Regions from separate parts of the Zea mays genome. Here regions 2 and 3 are each linked to region 1. The links are chromatin contacts, called in public Hi-C maps. All regions are on one chromosome and are shown on one strand. Each heading gives the region's core, a stretch centred on a gene start, on an enhancer-like site or on the middle of the called end of the contact. The rest is flanking DNA. Distances are from core to core; before and after follow the strand shown.

Region 1 (3,662 bases), core at 506-3,005:
GGAATCGGTGCAGGCTGAGAGCATATCCAAGAGGTCCCCTGTCCCTAATCCAATCACCATATTAGGAGAGTTGGTTTAAAATCTCTGCTCCAATAGATCCCTCTTTTATCCTCATTATTTGGGGACCACCAAAAACAAGCCAAACTCCTCTCAAATAAACGGGGAGATGCAACTCCCCCGATATGTCGCGGCGGTTCTACGTAGCTGGGAGCAGGTTAAGGATGAAGGGATGGAGGAGTATACGGTTGGAGAAGAGAGACTGATAGAGGAGTAAAAGGAAAAAAATAAAGTATTAATATCTGACAAGTGGGTTCTAGGTTTTAGGGAGGTTTATTGGTGATCTGTTGGAGTATTTCACTCAATATTCTGAAAAAACATTATTAGTGATCACTAATACTATCCTATTAGGGATGAATTATTGGTAAACTACTGGAGATGCTCTGAATAGGGCCTCGGCACCGGTAGTGAGTGTTCGGTTCTGCTACCATGCAAAAATATGGTAGCCCCTCTAAGCGTGTCAAAATTTGTAACCAAAACACAGACAATTAAGGGCATGTTTAGAACCACTTAATTTTTTAAAAAAACTGGTTTATCGAAACTAAAGTGGTTTAGAAAATAAACCAGTTTATGTTCCAAGTCATAGAAACTGGACTCCAATTTCTTAAAAACCAAAAAGCTACTTTCTTCTAACTAAAACTATATTCTTTTTGTTTAATTATATTATGCCCATGTTGATTTCATAGGATTTACATCTATTGCCAACGCTTTTTAAAATAGAGAAAGAGTATGCTAGTAATTGTATATAAAAAGAACTAGGAACTTGGTTTCTTATAAACTGAGTTCCAAACAACTCCCCATCCAACTTTTTCCATAAACCAGTTTCTAAAAACTAAGAATAGAAATTATTTTTTTAAAAAAAACGGCATGCTTCGCCCTGAGCCTGGATGCAACCTCATCTATTTCGCTTGTAGAATTTGAGCCTGCACAAGAGCTTAGAAAAATTATGATGGATACGATTAGTCCGTAGGTTGGATTGTTCATGTAGGATCTAATTTGTTAACCATGTATATATATATTCCTCCATATAGATAGAGGTCGTTAAACCGTATCACCAAGACGACTACATTGGTTTCTGCGTTGGCAACCATAGCAAAAAAAAAAGGTCAAGTTAATAAATTTGCTATGTGATCCAAATAAAATTTGGATTAAACCTCTGCTGTGCCTGTAGGCTGTAGCCGACCTTAGTAGTCCATTAAAGATACAGTGGTCGTGGAGGAGGATCGCCGGCCCGTGTGGGACTGTAAAAACCCACAAAAAATAACTTGGGTGCTGTAAAAACACCAACTGAAACAAAATAGAATATTTACGGATGAACAACTCACGCATGTCACGTCGAGGGACGGAGGGAGACCCCCTTGTTGTCATGTGCATATAAGGCTATCCGCAACCGTTACCCCTAAATTTTTCCCCCTATATCACTTTTCCCCCCTATTTTTCCCCCTATTTTCCATCTCCCGCAGCGGTTCCCCCTAAATACTCCCCCTATACCCCACTACCACTATAAAATATCATTTTCTATACCAACTATTAATTTTTTATCTACTAACAATTACTCGTGGACCCATAGCACAGTGTTTAGGGTGATGAACAGTGACACGCTAGATTGAGGAGAGGAGAGAGGAGGACGGTGGGCTAGGAGGCGGTGCAGGGGCACCGCTGCGCGCGTGGAGCGCCCCCTGCACGCGTCATGCAAGGGGAGGGGGCTGCGTAGGGGCAGCCTTTGCGGTCAGCCTAAGCAGCCGCACCGCACGGGGAGGACAAGGAAAATGGGACCCACGGCCACGACGGACGGCGACACGATGCGCTCGTTTTGTCGCCCGGCCGGTGCCCATCACGCTTTTTGTGCGCTCTTTCTGAGGCCAGAGCCTACGACGCCTTTGTTGGCACACTTGGCAGCATCCGTCTTTTGAGAGGACCACCACACCGCCCAAGGCCATCCAATTCCGAGGCACCATCTATCACCTCACCTCACATCAGACGTGCAAACGTGATGTGGGGGCGGCGACGTCGAGCAGCTGTCGTGGCGTCTCAGGCTCTCACCTCCTCATCCATCACGTTACTGTGTGGCTGGCAGCTCCACCAGCGACCAGCGAGTGCCCTCGCGACTGCTCATCGATGCGTTCATGAGCTCATCGCCTTGTAGGATTCAAAAGGAGAACAGTACAAGGAGCGGCGCGTTCTTGGCAGCCGCGGCCGCGCAGACGAGGCACGCGTCCCGTGCGGCACAGGCACAGGCACATCGTCGGAGAAACATTGGTCACGAGAGACACAATTATGATGACTATCTATATGGCGATACTTCTTGTTAGGCAGCGGAATTGTAAGCCACGCCATGGCCACCGTTGTATAGGCCACCTCAGCTCCCAAAGTTTGATAGCTTTTGTCAGATCCGAAGAAATTATTAACATATGAAGCTACCATATCATCATATGGTGGCAATTTAGCGGTGATGGCAAAATCATATGTTACAGCAACCAGAAAACGTGACCGAAATTTGATACTCTTCTCTTCAGACGGACAACGTCTCATCTTGGCGAAAAGCCTAATATCGGATACCTAGAAACCGAGTGCCCAAGGAAGGTCCAAAATGCCTCCCAATGATGGCCCATGACTCATCCTAGCTGTCACTGTCTTTCGTTCACCTGTGTATGAACACGGTGGAGACACACGACCGTTGTTGTTGCGGTGTTGATCATCAACAAACGTGAGGAGCACGGATAAAAATGTGATCCTTGCGTCTATATATGAGCATGCAGCCCGAGGCCCGGTTGTTTGGCCTCGCCAAGCATGGCACGGCCCGGCTGGAATCGTGCCCGGCCCGGCCCGGCCCAATAAACCAGGTCGTGACTGGGTTGCCGACATCGCCCGTCGGACGACACGGCCCGACCCGCCAAAAAACGGTAGGCACGGGATCGCCCCGGTGTCGGGGAGCGGAGCATAAGTCCAGGCGCCCGCCCTCCCGCCCTCCCCACTCCGGCTCTTCCTCTCCAGCTCTCCGCTCTGGCGCTCTCCCCACTCGATTAGCTCCACCCACTGCTTCGTCACCGCCTCGCCGTCGCCACTGACGGATCGTTGTCACCGGCGACATCGGCGGTTCTCCTACTCTCCAGCTCTCCCTAGGTGCCTCCCCAATCCAAATATCCCTAACCCTAATCTACTCTTCTCCGGTTCTCCCTCCCGCGTCGTCGTGCACTTGACCGGTTGACCCTCGTCTCTGGCTCCGGGCTGCGGCTTGGCAGATACGTCCCTCTCCGGCTCTCCCTCCCCAGTCGGCAATCCCAATCCCAATCCCTAACCCTAACTCTAATATCCTCTTCTCTGGCTCTCCCTCCTGCGTCGTCGTGCACTTGACCCTCGTCTCCAACTCCAGGCTCCGGCTTGGCAGGTATATCCCTCTCCGGCTCTCCCTCCCTAGTCGGCAATTCCTAACCCTAACCCTAATCTCTTCTTCGCTGCTTTCTTGTGGGCTTTGGTAGGTCGTCGGCCGACTACGTCGTAGTTGTGCTAGTGCCACCTGGGGCCGTTGAGGTACGGTGCCGAGAAGAGGAACGGCTGGTACCCTAGAACCATCAACGATAAGATACAGTCTCTATTAACAGCAA
Region 2 (3,662 bases), core at 599-3,098, 410 kb before region 1:
TTATCTCCCAAACTTCGTTCACCTGTAGGCCGAAAAGCCAGCACAGCTAGGAATCTTCCATTAAGAGTCTCCAAGTACTTCTTCAAGTTCTGGCAAATATTACATTGTAGTTAGAGAGCTTCACTTGCTGAATTAGTATAATTCATTTGAGATTCATTTCCAAACCTCATGATTTATAGATCCAAGGGGCAGAACATGAAGTGATGAACTTTGATTGCATGAACATAGCCTTTTGGACAAATCTGGCCAGCCAAATGAGTAGAGAATCCGCCTTCTCGATGCATCAGTGTATATATGGGCCTTTCATGAATATATTAAACAGAGAATAAGAATGTCTGCATGTTGCAAAATCAATAGTGAAGCTCAAATGTAAAGTACCTCTAAAGCTTGGGAAATTGCTAGATACACATTCTCTTTCCCAATGCTATATGCCCCAACAACAATGAGGGTTTTTGGTTGTTTCTTTAGATATCTTCGAGTGGTTCTCACAACAAAATCAATAACATCCTCCTGGGGTGGGAACCTATAGTTTGCCATGCTCAGCAAAGTACAGATGAAAGAGAAAATTCCTAAAACTTGAGGGTCGTATACCTACTTGTACTTGGGATTGCAATATGTTGTGTCCAGGTAAACCAAATTTACTCGGCCTCTCTGGAGAAGTGGATGCGATTGCATAGTTTTTGATGCTCTAAAATCCCCAGTGTGGAGACAGGTCTTTCCATCACTTAGTCGGAAGTGGATTAGAGCTGCACCAGGGCAATGGTTGGCCTCCAGCAAGGTAACTGTCACTCCCTCTATGACATACTCGGTATCAAGCTCCAAAGGACAGATATAGCTGCATTCATTGATTTGAATACATGTTGCTGGTGCACGAGAAATCACCATGAAAGAATTCACAGGGGGGTGGGGGGGTGGGGGGGGAGAGAGAAGGGAGCCTTACTCGGAATTTACTGACAAGCACATCTTCACTAGGCGTGCAGTGAGTGCAGAACAATAGATGGGGCCATGGCACCATTTCTTGGTTAATCCACCGTAATGGTCATGATGAAAGTGGCTAAGGAAATAGGCCGAGCACCCCTCAACTTGTCCATACCGAAATGCATCCACCGTGAATGGTGTGCCTAGGTTTGCAGGTGCATGACAGCATGAGCGAAATTGGCAAATTAGAAAATTGATGGCAACAGCAATTCAACGTATAACAAACTCATTCCTCAGTGGCTCAGTAGGCAGTAGCTCCACCAGCCATATATCTAAGAGGGTCTAGTGCATTCAAAGACCCCCTAAATTATTATAACAAACTATCAAAGCATGAAACGCAGTAGCCTTTACCAGGAATCTTCTTGTAGAAGGGGCACGCGAGGGGCTTCTTGGCCGCCACCCGCTCCTCCTCGGTGCTTCCTCGCCTCCGCTTCCTTGCCAACAAAGAACCGGAAAGGGAGGAGGAGGGGGAGGAATCTCCAGCCCCGAGACCCTCCCTCTGCGGTCTCTCGATCCCCCATGCCTGGAAGAGGCTCCTCTGCACAAGCGATGAATCCCCAGCCCCACGCCCGTCCCGCCGCGGCTTCTCGATCCCCCACGCCTGGAAGAGGCTGCTCTGCACGGCCGAGCCGCCTCCTCTCTCCTTCACACCGGGTGCCCTTCTGGGCGGCCCCAGCGGCGGAGGGGCGCGTAAGGAGGACCAGTCGGTGCCGCTGCGGTAGAAGTCCTCCGCGAAGCCGCTGCTACAGGCAGCGGGGGAGGAGGGTAGAGCCGGGAATCCGTTGTCGTCGAGGTCCGCGGGAGAGGGCAGGGGGCAGTCGACGGTGGCCATGGGAGGTGGGTTCGAAGGGAACGTATCAGTGTGCATTTGTTGGTCTTGCTAACCGGATGGCCAGATGGGCCGTATCCAGTAGAAACAATCTATTTAATAATGACCGGCGTATTTAATAATGACCGGCGTGACATGACGTAAAACAGGCTCGTGTCGATTTCACATAAGGGCATGTACATTGGTGTTTAATGTGGAGGCTCTTAAGATGTTTTAATATGTATTTATAAAAAAAATCTTAGAGTCGTCTTTCCGTGAAGAGATGATCTGGCTCGTAAACCAAATAGTAACAGACGCCTCACTCCTCACTGTACGAATATGTCGTATGTTCTATCGATCTGATGTTGTATAAATGCATTTAATTCTGTATTTATTAACAGACTATATTTATAGACACTACATTATACAATAGAGTCTCTTAGTTGCCTCTTTTACTTGGAGAATCGTTTTAATGTCTTTCCACTATACATGCCCTAAGAACCATATCATATTTAGACCTTTTCCTCGGTTCACATTGTAGGTCTGATTTCTACACGATTATATTTTTATTTTTAAATCATTGATATACACACACAATACCAATCCTCCATATACCACAAATAAACTTGGGTTGCACCGGTCAGAAGAGTGCAGCTCTGCTTCTTTCTCAAGCTGACCATGGTTTAAGTCCTCTTCACTCCTTTTTTTGGTTATTTTCGCAATTTATTCACATTCTGTTATAATGGGCCGACATGCTAAATGTTAACTCGTCATGGTTAACAGTTTGCAGTGTCGTGCCTGGACCGCAACTACGGCACTAATATCGACCCAGTACGACTCGATTAGCTAGTCGGGCCTAACGGGTCGTGTTGATCCGGACCGGGCCGCCCGTTTGGCCACCACTAGCTTTTACTTTAGAAAGGTCAAAAGGTTGGTCAAATAAGCGCAAACTCAAAGATGTTTTTAATTAAAAGTAGCTATAAATATCTAGAGTTGATTTTCCTTCTATTGACTCGGGTGACTTAGAAAATTACTCACATATATGTCCAACAACTATATAGGAGGGTGGTAGCGTATGTGACATAGGTGTCTTGTATGGCAGAAAAAGTGTATTTTCTAATTGTATTAAGGAAGTGGGACCTTGTTTATTAGGGTGGTAAAAGAGATACATATAAACCACTGAACTGCTACCAAAAGATCTGACTCTTTTTAGATATGAAGTAGTGAGCGGGGAACCTTTCTGAAAGTCGCCTAGAGGGGGTGAATAGGGTGAAACTGAAATTTACAAAATTAATCACAACTACAAGCCGGATTAGCGTTAGAAATATAATCGAGTCCGCGAGAGAGGGTGCAAAACAAATCTCAAGCGAATAAAGAGTGTGACACGCGGATTTGTTTTACCGAGGTTCGGTTCTTGCAAACCTACTCCCCGTTGAGGTGGTCACAAAGACCGGGTCTTTTTCAACCATTTCCCTCTCTCAAACGGTCCCTCGGACCGAGTGAGCTTTCTCTTCTCAAATCAACCAGGAACAAAACTTCCCCGCAAGGACCACCACACAATTGGTGTCTCTTGCCTCGGTTACAAGTGAGTATTGATCTCAAGAAAGAATGAGAAAGAAGAAAGCAATCCAAGCGCAAGAGCTCAAAAGAACACAACAAATCACTCTCACTTAACACTAAAGCTTTTGTGGAATTGGGAGAGGATTTGATCACTTGAGTGTGTCTTGTATTGAATGTCTAGCTCTTGTAAGTGGTTGGAAGGTGGAAAACTTGGATGACTTGAATGTGGGGTGGTTGGGGGTATTTATAACCCCAACCACCAAACTAGCCGTTTGGTGGAGGCTGTCTGTCGCATGGTGCACCGGACAGTCCGGTG
Region 3 (3,662 bases), core at 817-3,316, 280 kb before region 1:
AAGACAAAATTAATGAAACACCTTCGTGAAAAATGAGGAGCCTACTTTCGAACAAAATGATGTGAATGCTCAAGAAGATAAAGGAAACTAAAGTTCATGAAAAGTTACCTATCAAGGAGGCGATAATGGTCCATAGTGGCATCACTATATGTTGGGAAGTATGTGTTAATACGGGGAACATGCTACACATATACAGATAAAAATGAATATCAGATAAGAAGCCAGTGATATTAACTTCCATTAATCAGTTTATCTGTACCAGAAAGGAAGACAGTGTGTGCCCAAAACACATAGCCTTCTGTGCGGGGAAGAAAAGGAAAAGCCAGAGGAAAATACAAGTAACTAAAATTCATGAGACATCTTACAGGAATTGATGTTAAATTAGTAAGACGCTTGGCCATAGCACCATCTAACTTGGCATATTCTTCGGAGAGAACCATTGCAATCATCCTATCATCATGAGTTTCACTCCTTTGGCTGCTCATTGAGGTTGAGCTAGATGAGGCACCTTCCCTTGGAAACATATGTGTCATCTCCAACCTAGTGGTTGTCAGGATAAAGAATTTTATAATAATTTTGATACGCTAAATATATTAAAAAAACATATCTAAAAGGAAATAAACACTGGAAATGCAATTTATATGTTGTACAACTACTGGCATGAAGGAAGGAAACAGAAACTACAGCGTAGGTTGAAAATTATATAACTTTAATGGAGACACACACACAAAGGAAAAGACAAAGAAAAGCATATGCAGAGAAAATGGGAGAGGCCTAGCTGAACAAATTTTACTGTAAAATGTTTATTATTATGTACATGATGAAATTGTGTCTTTGCTTGTTGGTAGAGGAGCAACGATTTGCATAACTTGTTTACATTGACACTTATCTACAGTACTATCATGTTAGTGATGTCTGTGTTGACATCTCAAATATCTTTTTCCTCAAACACAGTTTGCGTCCATCGCCAAGTCTTTCAGCATGCATTTAACATATGGTATAATCAATTATCCACGTGGACTTACAGTGATGTTCCATGTATGTAATACTTAATTCTACATGCATGGGATGACAATGACCTCTCAAATGTATAACTATATATGTACAGTAGAGGCACTGATTTGTGCTTAGAGCACAAGGAGTCATGAGAATACAGCATAAAACTTGATGGCTACCTCTCATGGATAATGAAATTTGGCTTAAAATGGATGAGGGTCTCTGCTAGCTAGGTTATGGAAAGAGCATAAAGCATAGTGCCGTTCTGGAGGCAAAATTGCATTCTGAGGCTACAAATTGGAGCAGCAATTTGTTTCTCCTTGACAAACCAACCAAGATAAGGTTATTAGGAGTAGAAGACGTTAGGGACTTATAGTGAATCGTATGTCCATCATCTGCACACTTTTTTTTCACGGAATCTCGAACACCTGTACTCTGGGGCAAGGTCCCAATGGATTTCGCTTTCCAGTATCATCATGACTCTCGCTGAACAAAAAGTTATATACTTCGTCGCTGTCTCGCTGATTATCCTAGGTATCCACCAAACAGCAAACGAATTCAGAACGCCTAATTAGCTCAATACTCTAGGCTGGCATTCCTGGTTCCTGAATTGGACCATTTTGCAAGCAGGTAGCAAACGATAACTTGCCACTGCACAATGTATCAAAACAAAGCCAACTCGCAGAACTCTAATTGGAATCAATTTCGACTGAAATTCAACACCGTCGCACATAGAAACGCCCAAATTCTCTACAAATGGAGCCCATTAACGATTGCAAATTAAAAAAAAACAAGGAGGAGAATCATATTACCACTGGCAGCAGCGGAGGAAGGGGAACGCCGGCGAGCTGGGCAGGAAACAGGGGACCGCTAGCCACGGATTGGGAGGACGCGCAAAGCAAAACCTTCTGCTTTGCGGGGATGGCCAGCGAAACGGGGACGGGACGCTTTCACGCGCCGCGGCTTGATTGCTTCCGCACGATCGGTTGGGTTGCGGCTATTTTCTTGCGCTGGGCAGGCTGCCGCGGTTTCTTCCGCGTACGGCCTTGCCTACTGCCCAACTACCAGCAGCAGAGCGCCGTGACTCGTTCCCCACGCGGCGCCTCCCGGATCCGGGGGCGACCTGGTTTGACCATTGACAGTTGGGACATGCCCTGAAACAATCCAGAGCGGCGGGTACCTTGAATTGACCATGTCTATTTTTTAGGGAAAACCCCAAATTAATACCTACAATTCTCGCTTACGTTCGTATGGTTCGATTTACTTTCTCGGTTCTAAAATACCGGTCTTTTTAGCTCTTGATTTTTATATCTATATTTAGATAGACGATGATAAATTTAGATATATATAAAACACATACATCAAATATTGTTTGAATCCATAATCCCTAAAATAATTTTTAATTTAAGACAAAGAAAGTATTAGTTTAGTCGGTCCAACGTACCTCTTAATAAAATTGTATTCTCATTTCTCTATATAGTATAAGTTGAATTTTAATTTCAAAACTTATGAGATCAAGTGGACACCATATATTGTTTAGAAGAATAATATATGAATTTTATATGTTTATGTTTAATACAATTTTATATTTTTATTGTTAAGTTATTATTATGCCGCTGATAGTGGGCACCATATATTGTTTTAAAAATATTATTATGAATTTATATGTTTGTGCTTAATACACTTTGTCTTTCTAATGTTAATTTATTATTATATGTCCTAGCTTATCAAAATAATGATATAAATTTGTGACATATATTTTACACATAAATTATGGTGCCAGCTATCCTCACATAAAATTTGAAATTAAAACCACCTTAATACAGAGAAACAAAAAAGATAAATCTTACTAAAGGGTAAATTAGACCGACTGAAATACTTTAGGAGAGTAAACCGAACCAAATGATAGTTTTAACTTTTTAGGGTTATCTAGATAAAGGTCATTGTCGGAGAGATCTCCGGCCGGGCGGCGGAATGCACCCGCCATAAATCCTAAGATGAGGAAGCGGCTAAGCGTTTTGCCTGATAGTTGGAAAATGGGGAGAACACAAGAACATACAAGGATTTAGAGTGGTTCGGGCCGCCGGAGCGTAACACCCTACTCCACTGTGTGATGTATTGAGCTCGAGAGCTTGTATGAACTTATGAGCCTGAGCTAGGTCTAAGTGTGCTTGAGTCAGCCTCGTTGCGTGCCTCCCCTTTTATAGCTAAAGGGGGGCACGTACAAGGGTGCTGAGCCCCGACATGCGGGTCTAGGGGCAAAACGGAGGGAATAATATAGAAGTATCTAATGCCAGTTGAAAGGGAATTAGGCTTACACCTATTTCCTAATTGATTTTGGTGGTTGAATTGCCCAACACAAATAATTGGACTAACTAGTTTGCTCTAGTATATAAGTTTTACAGGTGCCAAAGGTTCACCATAAGCCAATAAAAAGACCAAGAAAGGGTTCAAACAATGCGAGCTAAAGACATCCCGAAAGGCACCCTGGTCTGGCGCACCGGACTGTCCGGTGTGCCACCGGACAGTGTCTGGTACACCACCGGATAGTGTCCGGTGCATCAGGGCACTCGAGGCTAAACTCTTCACCTTCGGGAAATTCAGAGGGCGCTCCGCTATAATTCACCGGACTGTCCGGTGAGTCACCGGACTGTCCGGTGAGTCAC

Evidence for each region. Hi-C and Micro-C count contacts between places; a contact is called where the count stands out from the background.
Region 2: a Hi-C map of bundle sheath shows a contact between it and region 1, with 2.8 times the contacts expected there. The contact joins the promoter of LOC100192920 here to the enhancer-like site in region 1. A contact is called at or near these places in 2 of 25 Hi-C or Micro-C datasets (bundle sheath and ear).
Region 3: a contact with region 1 is called in a Hi-C map of leaf, with 4 times the contacts expected there. The contact joins the promoter of LOC100192862 here to the enhancer-like site in region 1. A contact is called at or near these places in 3 of 25 Hi-C or Micro-C datasets (bundle sheath, leaf and tassel).

The regions. Positions count from the first base shown.
Region 1 is chr10:115,409,861-115,413,522 of Zm-B73-REFERENCE-NAM-5.0, forward strand. No RefSeq gene overlaps it. Among protein-coding and RNA genes, the nearest start is that of LOC100126917, 27 kb to the right of the region's middle. Within about 2 kb of position 1,756, at least 18 of the 20 cell types and tissues checked have an H3K27ac peak or open chromatin away from gene starts, as enhancers often do. A contact at or near this core is called in bundle sheath, ear, leaf and 1 more, where this site is marked.
Region 2 is chr10:114,997,709-115,001,370 of Zm-B73-REFERENCE-NAM-5.0, forward strand. It overlaps LOC100192920, which reads right to left and starts at 1,849. Exons shown (of 9, transcript NM_001358495.1): 1 at 1,330-1,849; 2 at 941-1,121; 3 at 596-835; 4 at 379-523; 5 at 166-300; 6 at 23-89. The coding sequence starts at 1,846.
Region 3 is chr10:115,131,199-115,134,860 of Zm-B73-REFERENCE-NAM-5.0, forward strand. LOC100192862 (Cysteine proteinases superfamily protein) reads right to left here and starts at 2,067. Exons shown (of 10, transcript NM_001138051.1): 1 at 1,809-2,067; 2 at 366-540; 3 at 109-182. The coding sequence starts at 533.